2 separate regions of the Hordeum vulgare genome follow, and region 2 is linked to region 1. The links are chromatin contacts, called in public Hi-C maps. All regions are on one chromosome and are shown on one strand. Each heading gives the region's core, a stretch centred on a gene start, on an enhancer-like site or on the middle of the called end of the contact. The rest is flanking DNA. Distances are from core to core; before and after follow the strand shown.

Region 1 (6,465 bases), core at 2,210-4,709:
ATTCAGTCCTGGGTCTTCATGGTTCATTTGAGAAAGACAAAAAAATAAAAGGGTTCCACAAGAGAACTATCGAAAATGCTTCATGGGATATAAAGCAAATGAAAACATACTCACATCGCCTGTTTCCTTGGCAAACTACTTCGGTTCATATGCTGCTTCTTCCACTGCAAATTGCCCTGACAAAATGAGCAGGCTCTTATCAACCACCCTCTAAGATGGAAAAATATGCATGTTTTATAATAAAGATAGCTCGGCTTACAGCAAGTCCAATCAGAAAGTAAAGGCCAAACAACTGCAAGTTATGTCCTTGGTTAGCCTAATCGATGAACTTGTAAAAAAACGATGTTCAAGTAATAGCCATCACTAGAATGAACACGAATATCTCATAGAAGCACATATACCACCAATAATTGCACTTCAGAACAAAAAACACCAGACACCATTACTGAAACTAGTTACTGCCTCGTACTTTTTTGAGCTAGATCATCACTGTTAAGATTCAAGTTCTCATCTCCCTACTGCTTACAGCCAGGATGGCGATGATAGGCTACGGTTAGTTATATCTGCTCAAACCTGCAACAACTAGCCATCTTGTCCTACATTAGCTTGGTAAAATAGGCATTCTAAACAAACCACTAGTGGTACATGTCCATAAATTCATGTTATTAAGTTTTCTCTGCCCTCAAGTATGCACGCTTTTTAAGAATAGGTATTTCTTTAACTTTACTCGGTGACAGTTAGCGTATTATCATTAATCAATATATTCTTGTGATTTCTGCAACAAAAGAAAAGGACATCACTTTTTTGCCTGAAGAGACCAACAATATGCTGGAATGGGAAAAACAACAAAGGGCAGTAGATTGGATTTAGCTGGCTACTTACATAACACAAACATTAAGTTTTAAACTAAGTTTCCATTCAGCCAATTCATTTTGGTCAAGTAAAAGAAAACCTCAGGGCTTTACAACAGAAAGTGTTTAATTTAATAGAAGCAAACAAGCAAGGGATTTTTCATATTTCCTTAGGTAAAATAAAAAATTGGTCCAGGTTCCAGAGTATTTACATCATAGCATGTTTAGATTAATATAGCGAGAAAAACCAGCCATTAGTATTAGTATATCTCTACTGCCACGTAGGTTTCTCTGCATTTCTGTCAGTCAGTGAACTGGTTTTTGTAGTGGGGTAAGGTACGATATAAAGAGAAAACTTTAGTCAACTGAAACATGCTGCTTTGTCATTTAGACTGGTCCATCTACAATATATTGTTGCATAGGTTAAACTGAATTTATGTCAGGCAGCAAACTGATTTGTAGAAAAGGGGTGGGTAGCCAACAAGTGCTAAGATATATGAGAGAAATTCCATTGAAACAATATACAAAACAGAAGTGTTAGCCACCAAAAAGATGATTGCCTGCCACTACTAATCTATTGTTGTAGCAACCATTGAGATTCTAAAGTTTAAGTTTGAAATATTACAACTACACATTAGAGTATTATTGTCTCACTATTAGCTACCATTTGGTAAAACGATGTCCATGTGATTAGCATTCCATATGTAACTTAGGTCTTCGCTCAGAGAAAAGTAGGCATGACCAAAACTGTAATGCAGCACATGTCTAATACGGCAACTAATAGTTGGCGACTGGCACTTGGCAGTAAAACCAGGGAAGTGTTTACCTCATATAAGCTCTTGACATTCGTGCTAACAATTAGTCTTGCAGAACTCATCTCCTTCTAATACCAATGCTCTTCTTCTTCTGTGTGATCGAAAAACGTCTTGACATTGCGACATTGTAAAATTTTCTCATATGCTCTGACAGCCGATGTATTGCGCCAAGGTTGCCAACAGCTGATAATTGCAGCATGATAGAATCAAACTTCTTGTACGACAGTTTCATGTCATGGTTTATTACTTCATCTAGAAGAGTGGTCGCATCTTCCGTTCTTCCGCAATCAAACAGGCCATCAATCATTATTTCATAGGTATCAACAGCACGCCGACATCCTCTCTTGTCCATTTCAATCCAAATATCGAGTGCCCTGTGTGGCTCTCTCGTCGCAAAAAACATCACCATCAGCATATTGTAAGTATGAACACTGGGCTCACAGTGTGCTTCTATCATCCTCTCGCAGAGTTTGAGCGCATCATCAGCCTTCTGAAGACTACAAAGCACCTCAAGAAAGCAATTGTAAGTGACAATGTCAGGAGGAAACCCAGCCTTCCCCATCTCCTCCAGAATGCAGTAAGCAGCATCAAGTTTATCCACCAAGCACATGCCTTCAATCAAATCTTTAAATGTTGATACATCAGGCATGCAGCCTCGTTTAATCATATCTGAAATCAGCTCAAAGCACTCGTCCATCCGATCAGCTTTCGCTAGCGCAACAATCATAATAGCATATACCTTAGCAGTGGGCGAGGATATCTTCGATCCCTCGGTCCTCATGAACTCAAACAACTCTCTTGCCTCCGAGATCAAACCAGCGCTGCAGAACGAGTCAATAGCAGCAATGTACGTGAAGTTCTCTGGGGTGTGCTTCATCTGAATCATTTCCTCGAGCACCTTCATGGCCTTCTTGGGGTCCCTGGCGCGGCACCACCCAAAGAACAGGATGCTGTACGTCTCGGCATTTCCCTGCAGCTTCTTCCTCACGCGACCAAACACCGTCTCCGCCTCCCTGACCATCCCGCATTTGCAGAACGCGTCCAGGAGGATGTTGAGCGCGTCGGTCTCCGGCGGCGTGCGCATCCGCACCCGCCGCTTCTTGGCCAGCTTCCTGAGGTTGGTGAGGTGCTTCTCGGTGTAGGCGCGCAGGATGCCCAGAAGGTCCTCGACGGGCACCGACCTGGTGCCGTGGCGCTTCATGTGGTCGAGCACGTCGCAGAGGACGCCGAACTGGCGGGACTTGTACCTCGTGCCGGAGAGGATGTCGATCATGTCGTTGTACGTCCGGTGCTCGTGCTCGTAGTTGTCCTGCTGGGAGGCCCAGGCGAAGAAGCGGAAGGCCAGCTTCTCCTCGTAGCGCAGGCGGTGCATCACGTCCGCCACGAGCGGGGTGGTCAGCTCGGCGCCCAGCGCGTCGAGGGCGGCCTCCGTGCCCTCGTTGGAGCCCTCCTCTGTCTCTGTCAGCGCGTCGTAGATCCTGTCGGACAGAGACGCGACGTGCTCCTCCTGGAGGTTGGTGGGGAGGAGGACGTGCCCGGAGGAGAACCGCCGCGCTGGGAGGTCCGGGAGATGGCGCGGCGAGGGCGGAGGCGGGGGCGGGAGCGGGGCCTGAGCTCGGTTTAACGGCGGGGAATATGCGCGCGAGTAGTATGCGGCGGCGGGGGAGGACAAGTGCGCGGCGGCGAGAAGGCGGCGGAGGTGGCGGAGCCGGAGGGGGAGGTTGGGGGATATCATGTGGCTTTGGAACGCGAGGCAACGGGGGATGGGGGATTCGGAGGCTGAAACGGACACGGCGGCAAGGCGACAGGCGGCGCGGAGGGTGTGCTTGTTTCTTACAAGAGTCTAACATCGGTGGCTGCGGCGGCCTGCCACGGGGATTGTAGGCCTAACATTGTGGCCCAGAGAGGCTATCTAGTCTAAGCGGGCCGAGCGTAATGGAAATGGACTCATTTCACACATTTTTCCTCCCCTAAGAGCATCTCTAGCACACACAGCGTTCCGCCAGCCTGCAAACCCGTGATGCGGGACGTGAAAAACGGATTTGCTGGTTCACTTTTGGCTGCGGCACAACAGACACCGCGTTGCCGAACTGTAAAACAGAATATATTTCTGTTTTGCTGTTCGGCAATGCGGTGTCTGTTCTGCCACAGCCAAAAGTGGATCTTCAAACCAAAAAAACAGAATTGCACAAATAAAGAAAATTGACAATTAATATGAAGAGTTTGGAAATTCAACATAGTTCTCACATACAAATAGCAAATGATATAGTTTTAAGCACCCAAACAACGAGTAGATCATTTTTGCATCAAAAGAACCACATTAAAGTGGCGAAAGCATGATGAAGAACCATCAAGCACCACCACCACCACCACCACCACCGATGGCAGCCATCCTCCTTCGCTCCAAGATCCCCTTTCTCATCAAATCATGCCACTCCAAGGTTATCTCATCCATCTCATTGCGGTTTATGGTCATATGATCTTGTTCTCCTCGGCAATGAGCTTGGAAAGAGCTTTGATTTCCTCATCTTGGGCTCTTTTGTCCTGAATGGCCGCCTTCGCAACTTGCTCTCCTTGATTTGGTGCCACTTCTCCTCTTTCTCTTGAGACCTCTTCATTGCCAACTCTTTTTTTTGCTTCAATAGTCATGGTGACCATCAACTCATTTAACTTCACCATATGGTCTATCTTCTCTCTCAAACTTGATGCCTCCAAATCCTTCCTCATATTGTCGTTGGCCTTCTTGGTGCCATCCGGCCTACCCTTGTTCCTCTCTTCTTCATCATCATCCTCATCATCCAACAAGGTGAAGGCACCTTTCTTCGGCGGTGCTTCTTTGTCCCTCACCTTCCATTTCTCACGATTTTTAAGCATCGCCCAATAATGCTCAAATGCAAAGGGCTTGCCCTTGGATGCCGGCATGTCTCTATACCTTGCGGCTGCAATTTTCTCCTACAACCAAAGGAACTATGTCAAAGCACTATCATTTGCAAACAATATGATGGTTGCAGATAAAACACTCACCCAATCGGCTTCATTGGTTCCACTTGGAGGAGCATTGTAGACTTGCTCCAAACATCCACACCACCGGCTAACTGCCAGCTTGATCACATCCCAACGACCTTGGAGTGATCTATAGGTGCGTGGTGTTCTGTCGACATTGTTTGGCATCAACCGGAAGAACTTGTCTTCTATCCTTTGCCAATACCTCTTCCCGGTTTGGTCGGCGCCGTGGATGGCATCGAGTGATACAACCTCCCAAGCCCGGATCAACGCTTCATCCTCCAATTGGGTATAGACCTTCTTCCTCTTGCTATACCCTGCCGTGGATTGCGATGCCTCGAAGACCTCCCCTCCAATCTCCTACAGCTCCTCCTCCTCTTCTTCGCCGCCACCGTGTACCCCGTCGTCCATGTCATTGTATCCATAGTCCCCAAGCGGTGCATCCTCAATGTACACCGTGTATTCCTCGAGGATAGCCGCGTACTCGGACCTAGAAAAGAGACGGCGAATTCTTGAGCGAAAACCCCAACGGCGGCAAAGAAGAAGACACAATTTGGTTGGACGTACCTTTCGGGCATTCCGTCGAACACCGGTGGGACGACGACGGTGGCAGGCGTAGAATTCGCGGGGGCCTTGTTGGCCGGAGGCGTCGGCTTGCGTTTGAGCATGACCTTCTTCTTCACTGCCTCCGTCGCCTCGGTTTCGCCAATATTGCCGGCGTCCCTATACCGAGCGGGAGGGCGACCTTTAGGGCGACCGGCCCCCTTGGTGCCGGCAACGGGCGCGCCTCCCTGCACGATGATCTTGATGAGGCACTTGCGAGGAACGACGTTGGAGGAGCCTCCCGGTGCGGCCCAGAGATGGTCGGCGGGGAGATCCACCGCGGCTCTGCTCGCCATTGATTTGGCTACCTCTACTTCCACGGTGACGAGCGCGGGGTCGGGGGCGTCCATGGCCGCGTTGGAGGGCTGTCGGGAGCTTGGTCGGAGTGGGGAGGTGAAGATCCTCAGCGGCGGGGGAAGAGGAAAGGTGAACTGCCACGGTGAAATGTCCCTCCCGCCAAATCGATCTAGAATAGAGGTCGCCGCCGGGTCAACCGCGCAAAACACGATTTTGTCAGTTCCGCGGGGGAAAACTATCGCGCACCTCAAATTGTTTTGCAGACCGGTCACGTTTGCGGGATCTGGTCTGCGTGCATTTTCGGCCCGAAACGGCAAAACGGCGGTTATTTTATAGCTTTCGCGGAAATGCGGGATCTGCTAAAGATGCTATAAAACACACACATTTTTATACCTGCTTTTTATAGGACATGGGTCCATGCGTTGCAACGGAAGAAGCACATCCTTTCCCATTGCCCCCTACCACACAGACTCGTCCTCGTCCTCTATTTTTTTGCAGAAAAATATCTGATCTATGCATCTTCAAAAATGGTAGTACAACGAACATAAAAAATAATAAAAATTACATCCAAATTCGTAGACCACATAATGACGATCTATTCAACATGGCATCCCACACGTTTCACCGTTTATCTTGCTTCATTTCTTCTCGCTTCCTCCTTCTGTTCTAGAATTGTATAACATGAAGTTGATTCCACATACACCCGTGCGTTGCAACAAAAGAAACAAATCGCACACCCCCTAACCCTAATAAGCATGGTGCGAGACGAACCTCCCACAAACCCATACACATATCACATCCTCTATTTAGGGCGTGTTCGGCTTCCAACTGCTCTGCAAGTCAGCTCTTGGAGCTGGCGGAGCTGAAGTGAAAAATCACGGAGCTGGGGTATAGAT
Region 2 (6,465 bases), core at 1,867-4,366, 220 kb after region 1:
TATGTGGGGGCCTGTGATCTGAAAACTGCAGTTAGCCACACCAGGGCCGAAAACCACCTCTGGCCCCGTCACCCAAGAGAGCTGGGCATGCGGTGCATGGAATAGGCCTAGGGCTCCCCCTGGCAGCCAACATGGAGTTTCACACTGGGCGGGCTTCGACCAACCCAGCGTCGACACACGTTGTTGCAGGACCGGCCATTCCCATAGCATGGACTCTAGCGAAGGCGGCAGCGGTGGCAGATCGTAGCCTCGCTTCTCAGGGTTGGGCATGTTGCTGAAATTAGGTGCCCCACCGTCGAATAGGCCGTTCCAACCTGGTATACTGCCATATTGGGTCTACGGTGATCTTGGTGGCGAGTATAACGGCAGTAGCTCATGAGGAGTCGACCACTGGGCATTGTTGCCTTCCTCTTGCATATCCTGTCTCGCCTGCTGGTGGTTAGAGCGGACAGAACCTGGCGATACGACATGATCATCTTGATCAGCCAGGCCATTTGTCACACTGAGTGCATCACTCATGTTGTCCTCAGGTTCGCAATGCAGTGCGCAGTCCATTGATCGAACTGCCTGAGCTGTTTGCAAAGCCTTAGTGCCGATTTCTTCGGGCTGTTCTATCTGCTGATGCACTGCAGATGGCTCCTCAGTAGCAGCAGGGGGTTGGACCACTGTGGGTGGAACCGTGGCGGTGGCTGGCAGCTGCTGCATCGCCGCGGGAGTGTCGATGACAGGGGCCTTCAAAACCGCAGTATCAACATGGCGCCTGTATCTTCTTGGGGCCGGTGCGCGCGCCGCGGCATCCCTGCAGTTTTCCCTGTCCCGCATGCCCTGCCAGAACCCATCGCGCGCGCCACTGCGTTTGCCCCTTCACCTGGTGCCACCATTGTATCCGTCATCTGCTTCATCATCGTTGCGGCATAAGGTGGGGGCATGACCTTCTGAAACGGCATCACGTGCCCTGCGCTCACCATCCTTGGTGCCCATCTTCCATTCTTTGTGCTCATAGATCCTAGGCCACTCCAAATCCTCTTCCTCCACCGGTGTGTAGTCTTTTACCACATCAAGGTGGATAAGAACCAGGAAGTGAGGACCCTCTCTGCCTTGTTCCGAGGGCGTGCCTTCTGGCAGTGATCTTCTCGGGCGAGCAACGTCAGGACGACTGATGACGTTGAAGTCAGACGCCCTAGGGATCAGGTCCGGGTCCCAGGCCAATAACCAGGCGAAGAGGGACGGGACGTTGGTCTTGGTGGTTGATTGCCGCTCGATGAGATCGAGCCTGCACTTCTTGCCAATCACTTCTTGAACATTGTCCCAGGACCAGGCATTCAGGGGCAGCCCTTCAATTGCAACCCTGTAGTAGAATCTCCACACCCTATTCCCACCCGGAGGCGGGAACCAGGGCCTGAGCAGCAGCTTCACTCCGGCAACCACCAGCTGTCGCCGCTCGAAAACCAGGTCGCGCTGGTGGCACTCCCACAGGACAAGCAGGAAATCTTCCGGGAAGCAGGGGCGACGCAGATGTCCCTTCGCGGGAACCCCTACCCGAGCTCAACAGCTTCGGCCACCATGTCCGCGGTAATGCCCGAGCACGGACCCACGGCGGTGAGCAGCAGCGCCGTGGTGCGCAAGCGGTACGCCTCATCCTCCATCTCCGGTGTACTGACCACCGAGCAGGTCGAAGTGGCCGGCTTGCGGTGCGCCGCACCCGGGATATTCCCACCAGCCATCTTCGCCTCAGGAACGGAGTGAGAGTCCGCAGAAGCGACGACGCCGGCGTAGGAGGGAGATCCCAGAGAACCACCAGGCTGTGGCGGTGGAGTAGGCTCTTGGGGCCTCGAAGGTGAAGCAGGAGTGGCAGGAGGCAGCAGCGGAGCTGAGCCTTTGGGACGGCGAGCTGGGCACTGGCGCTCCAAATGACCCGTCCTCTTGCAAGTGTAGCAAATTTGTGGGTCTCGGCACTGGAAGGATCTGTGCCTAGAGGCAAGGCATCTGAAGCAACGATTTCCAAATCTTGTCTTGAATGCTTCCACGGGAGAGAGAGCGAAGCGAGCGTGATCCTTTGACAGAGGCGGGGAGGGATCCTCCTGGCGCGTAGCCAATTGCCGGCCACGCCGAGACTGCACAAGCTTCCAAGCAGTGGCATGGCCGGGCGTGGCAGGCGAGCCGCAGTGCCCTGGTCTTGAAGGCGCATCCGCTCGTGCCTGCCCATCGGTCAGGGGCTTCTCGGGCGCCACGATGATGGAGCGCAGCCTAGGCTTGGACGAGCCGGGTAGATCTGTCCCGGAATGGGGAGGGGGCACTCGCCTTGAAGACGCCCCCGCGCTCGGCTGCCCGCGGACAGGCTCCCTCATTTTCGTTGCCATCAAGGTCGGGCAGAGGCTGGGTCTTGAAGTGCTGGCCAGATCCGCCCGAGAGAGGCGGAGAGGCTCTGGCAAGGTTGGCTGCAAGGAAGGTGACCGCCTAGGAGAGGAAGGGGGGCACTTACCGCAGCAACCGGCGATTCCTCCATGGCCATCAATGCCACACATGGGAGGACGCGCCCCGAGGTCAGATCCACGAAACCTGCGAGCGGATCCGCAGCCCCCTCCTGGAGGGCGATGCAGGGCAGCACCCTCCCCGATGCCTCATCCGTGATCCGCAGCGCGGGGGCCGCCAGGGAGGTTGCGGAGGTGGGGGGCTGCGCAGAGGTCGCCGTGGAGGTTGCGGCGGCAGCCTGCTCCGGGGCGGGGGAGGCGAGAGAGCCGCTCATAGTCGATCGGCCTTCGCCTTTGCCTAGGTCTCAAGAACCACACAACATAATATCAGGTGTCACACAGTGTAGTGTGGCGTTTAAGATAAAGACGTATAAAAAAGGGTCAGACGGATCAATTTTTTTTCAAACGCGGTTTAGTTTGTAAAGTACTTTTTTTTTCAATTTTTCCATTTTGCTGATAGAGAACCCGACTCTATTCTCCAGCGTTGGCATGGCATCCACCTGCCTCTATTCCACTGTTTACCTGGACCAAACGAACAGGCCATCATCGTCTGCTGTGTGTGTGGCACCAAGACCTGCCAGGGGTGCTTTGCTGCCAGCAACCAGCGCATGTCCCTGTCCCTGCACATGAGCTGTACTGCGGTACGTGCCGCGGGCCATTCAGGTTCAGGAGGGGAATATAGTCACATTGTGCAGAGTGCCGCGCCGTGCATTCTGCCGGTCGGGCTCCCGCAACAGTGTCGTACGAAGGGAAAAGTGAGAGCCGATTCAGCTGGCAAAGGAGACGCGGGCAACTGTTCGCCATTCAAGCTGCAGCGCCACGAGATGCTGGTTATCATGTGGGTGGGCACTCGGTGTTTGGTCCTCACGCTAGCTAGATAGTATCGTTGGAGGCTTGGAGCTCTCTGGTGGAGGTACCTCTGGTGGACTGACCATATTATTGCCGTGGGTAGGCAACTGAACTGATCGCAGAGTTCTCCAAACCACTGAGGAATTCACAGTGTCTGCTAACTAAAGTACCGGTTAGTATGAGGATCTAGGGAATGGTCACGTGTAGCTACTGCTTGGCATTGCGAGCACATGGGTCACCAACATATTTGACTTGCAGTGGCAGAGTTGGCGTCAGCAGCCAAGCAGGCCCCTATATGACTGTCCTGGTGTAGTGTGCGATCATGGTTTATGCAGTCCCTTACTCCTAACCGTTGCTGCGTTATGCTGTCAAAAAGTAAAAATAAAATGTTTGTTACATTGTTCCATCTCTTAAATCTCATCTCTGAAGATTTAGCAGCATAACAAATGCCGTGGGCGACTGTCAGGCCGAACTCTGGTCTTCACTCTATGCCTAGCCTTTAGAAAGACGGAAGCCGAACCTAAATCACTAATTGAAGAGTACATCGTTCAAACATTACTTTCATTTTCTCAGGTTGTCATAAGTGACGCATTGCTTGCGTGTCATTTGTTGAAACATGAAAGTTTTTCCTTTTTCGTAATTTTTTTTAAAATATTTTATCTCCTAAACCGTGCGTTCAAATTTCGAACCGTTTTCATCATTGAATTTCTCGCATCAAGGTCTTCAAAACTAGATACCATGTTGATAGATCTCGATAAACTTTTTTATTACTAAAAAACAGGACCTAAAAAACCGTTCCTCTCGCGATAGGAAAAAAACAGAAAACACATTTCTTCGCGTCTTTTTCCTTTCCGAGAGGCACGGCCGTGCCTCCTACGAAGGTAAAATCGTGCCTCTCGCGAAAGCAAAACCGCGCCTCTCGTGAAAAAACGTGTTTTCCTTTCCGAGAGGCACGAGCGTGCCCTCACGAAGGTAGAACCGTGCCTCCAGCGGAAGCAAAACCATATCTCTCATAAAAAAACAAAAAAATGCATTTTCTTTTCCTTTTCGAAACGCATAGCCGTGCCTCTCGCGAAAACAAAACCGTGCCTTTTACGGAAGCAAAATCGTGCCTCTTACAAAAAACCCCGGATATTTTCCTTTTCGAGAGGCACAAACGTGTCTCTCGGTGCCTCTCAGGAAGGCAAAACCATGTCTCCCGCCGAAGCAAAACCGTGTCACTCATGAAAAAAAACCAATAATAAGTTTTTCCCCTTTTCGGAAGCAAAACCGTGCCTTTCACGAAAATAAACAAAAAATACGTCTTTTTTCGTTTCCGAAAGACACGGCCGTGCCTCTCGCGAAGGCAAAACCATACTTCTCGCGAAAGCAAAACCGCGCCTCTCGTGAAAAAACACAGAAAACGTGTTTTTCCGCGCAAACAAAAGTTAACATTTTTTATCAAAAAACTAAGAAAGACCTGTGAAAAACCGAAAAAGAAACTGAAAAACCAATCCAAAAAGCCAAAAACACATCCAAAAGAATAATAATAAATAAATAAATTCGAATGAAGCATTTAGAGCACGACACGTGACGACAGCTAAGAACATGTCAAGTGGTGGCACGTGGGAGTGCTTGCTGTGAGGCTACCGGAGGAGCGCTCGCTAACTAGTTGATCTCAAGCCGAGCTCGTCTACAGGTAGCCGGTAGTGGGCTGGCTTAGTAGCAAGGTGGCATTGTCGAGTTGACGTCACACACGTCTTATTTTTATATTACCTTTGCTTATTTAAAAAAAACTAAATAGACATATTATGAAAAAAAATAGCTAGTTTTTCAATTATTCATCGTACATTTAAAAAATGTTCATGTAGTGTAAAACTATGTTCACTCAATTTGTGGGAAATCTTTGTTTCATTTAAGGGACTTTATGTGCCATTTCGAAAAATGCTCACGCATTTCAAAATATGTACATGATATTTTGAAAAAATATATAAAGTTAAAAAAATTATGTAATATCAAAAATATGTTGCGTACCATTAAAAAAGTACCTTACATTTTAAAAATGTGCACAGTTATGAAAAAAGTGTTTGTGACATTTAAAAAAACTGATTATACAATGTAAATAGAGATGCTTGTATAGTTTAAAAAAAGTTATGTATCCTTTTCAAAAAATCAGCACGTATACGAAAAATGCTTAACACGTTTGAAATTTTCCAAAAACAAATTAAGAAATATTAATCGTTTATCTGAAAAATCATTGCAGGTATATAAAAATGTTTTAGATATATGCCATTTTTCTATGTGCATGATTTTTTAGGATATCAAAGCATATATTTGAAAAATGTTAAACATGTATTTAAAAAATGTCTAATATTGTATAACCAAATTTTACTGATTTATGGATACAATTTGTAAGAAACATAGACATGTGTTAGGCAAAAAAGAGACAGGAGAAAAAAGGAAAAAAGAATAGAACTAACCCAAAAAGTCTACACAAAAATCAAAGAAACCCCAAAAATCTCATATAAAACAGTGAATAAATCACGTGCTTTTACAATGTTGGACCGGCCTAGTAAGGCCACACTTTAGGCGAGAGCTAATACGAGGGACTTCCTATATGCCGCTCTTTGCCGCGAGTAGTCAAGCAATCGCACAGGGGCCATTGCGGTGTGCAGCGGAGCGAGGGTAAAAAAACGCAAAAATGGATGGCGGTACATTGGATTTGAATTAATGACGACGCGATGATGTATGATCGAGTAAAGCCAATACGACCGAAGTGCTCTTGCGACAGATGTGCATCACTAAACTAAATTAACTGCCAAAGTATGAAACTTAAACCTCCTTAATAAAATAACAGATTTTTTTTGAAATTTTCTGAAATCGTGAACTCATCTTCAAATTGCTGCACCTTTTCTGGAAACGTGATCATTTTTGAATTTTTAAACAAATTTGGAAACGGGAACAATTTGTCAGAAACAAATTTTGAAAGCACAAACACTTTTATGATTTTAAGAACAAATCTTGAAATCAAGAATAATTTTGAAATTCCTGAGAAAAATTGGAATTGTGACATTCTTTCAATAGATGAACAAACTTTTGAAAACCGGACATCTTTTGAAAACTTTGCACATATTTTACTAAATACGAACATTTTTTAACTTCAAAC

What was found. A called contact is a pair of places that touch in the nucleus more often than the background predicts.
Region 2: a Hi-C map of seedling shows a contact between it and region 1, with 3 times the contacts expected there. The contact joins the enhancer-like site here to the promoter of LOC123404273 in region 1. A contact is called at or near these places in 2 of 6 Hi-C or Micro-C datasets (leaf and seedling) and 1 of 1 datasets of contacts at active chromatin or transcription factors (embryo).

Annotation. Positions count from the first base shown.
Region 1 is chr6H:513,942,863-513,949,327 of MorexV3_pseudomolecules_assembly, forward strand. LOC123404273 (pentatricopeptide repeat-containing protein At1g73400, mitochondrial-like) reads right to left here and starts at 3,460. Exons shown (of 3, transcript XM_045098201.1): 1 at 1,678-3,460; 2 at 111-176. The coding sequence starts at 3,401. The coding sequence ends at 1,725.
Region 2 is chr6H:514,167,420-514,173,884 of MorexV3_pseudomolecules_assembly, forward strand. No RefSeq gene overlaps it. Among protein-coding and RNA genes, the nearest start is that of LOC123402589, 94 kb to the right of the region's middle. Within about 2 kb of position 3,117, at least 3 of the 3 cell types and tissues checked have open chromatin away from gene starts, as enhancers often do. A contact at or near this core is called in leaf and seedling, where this site is marked.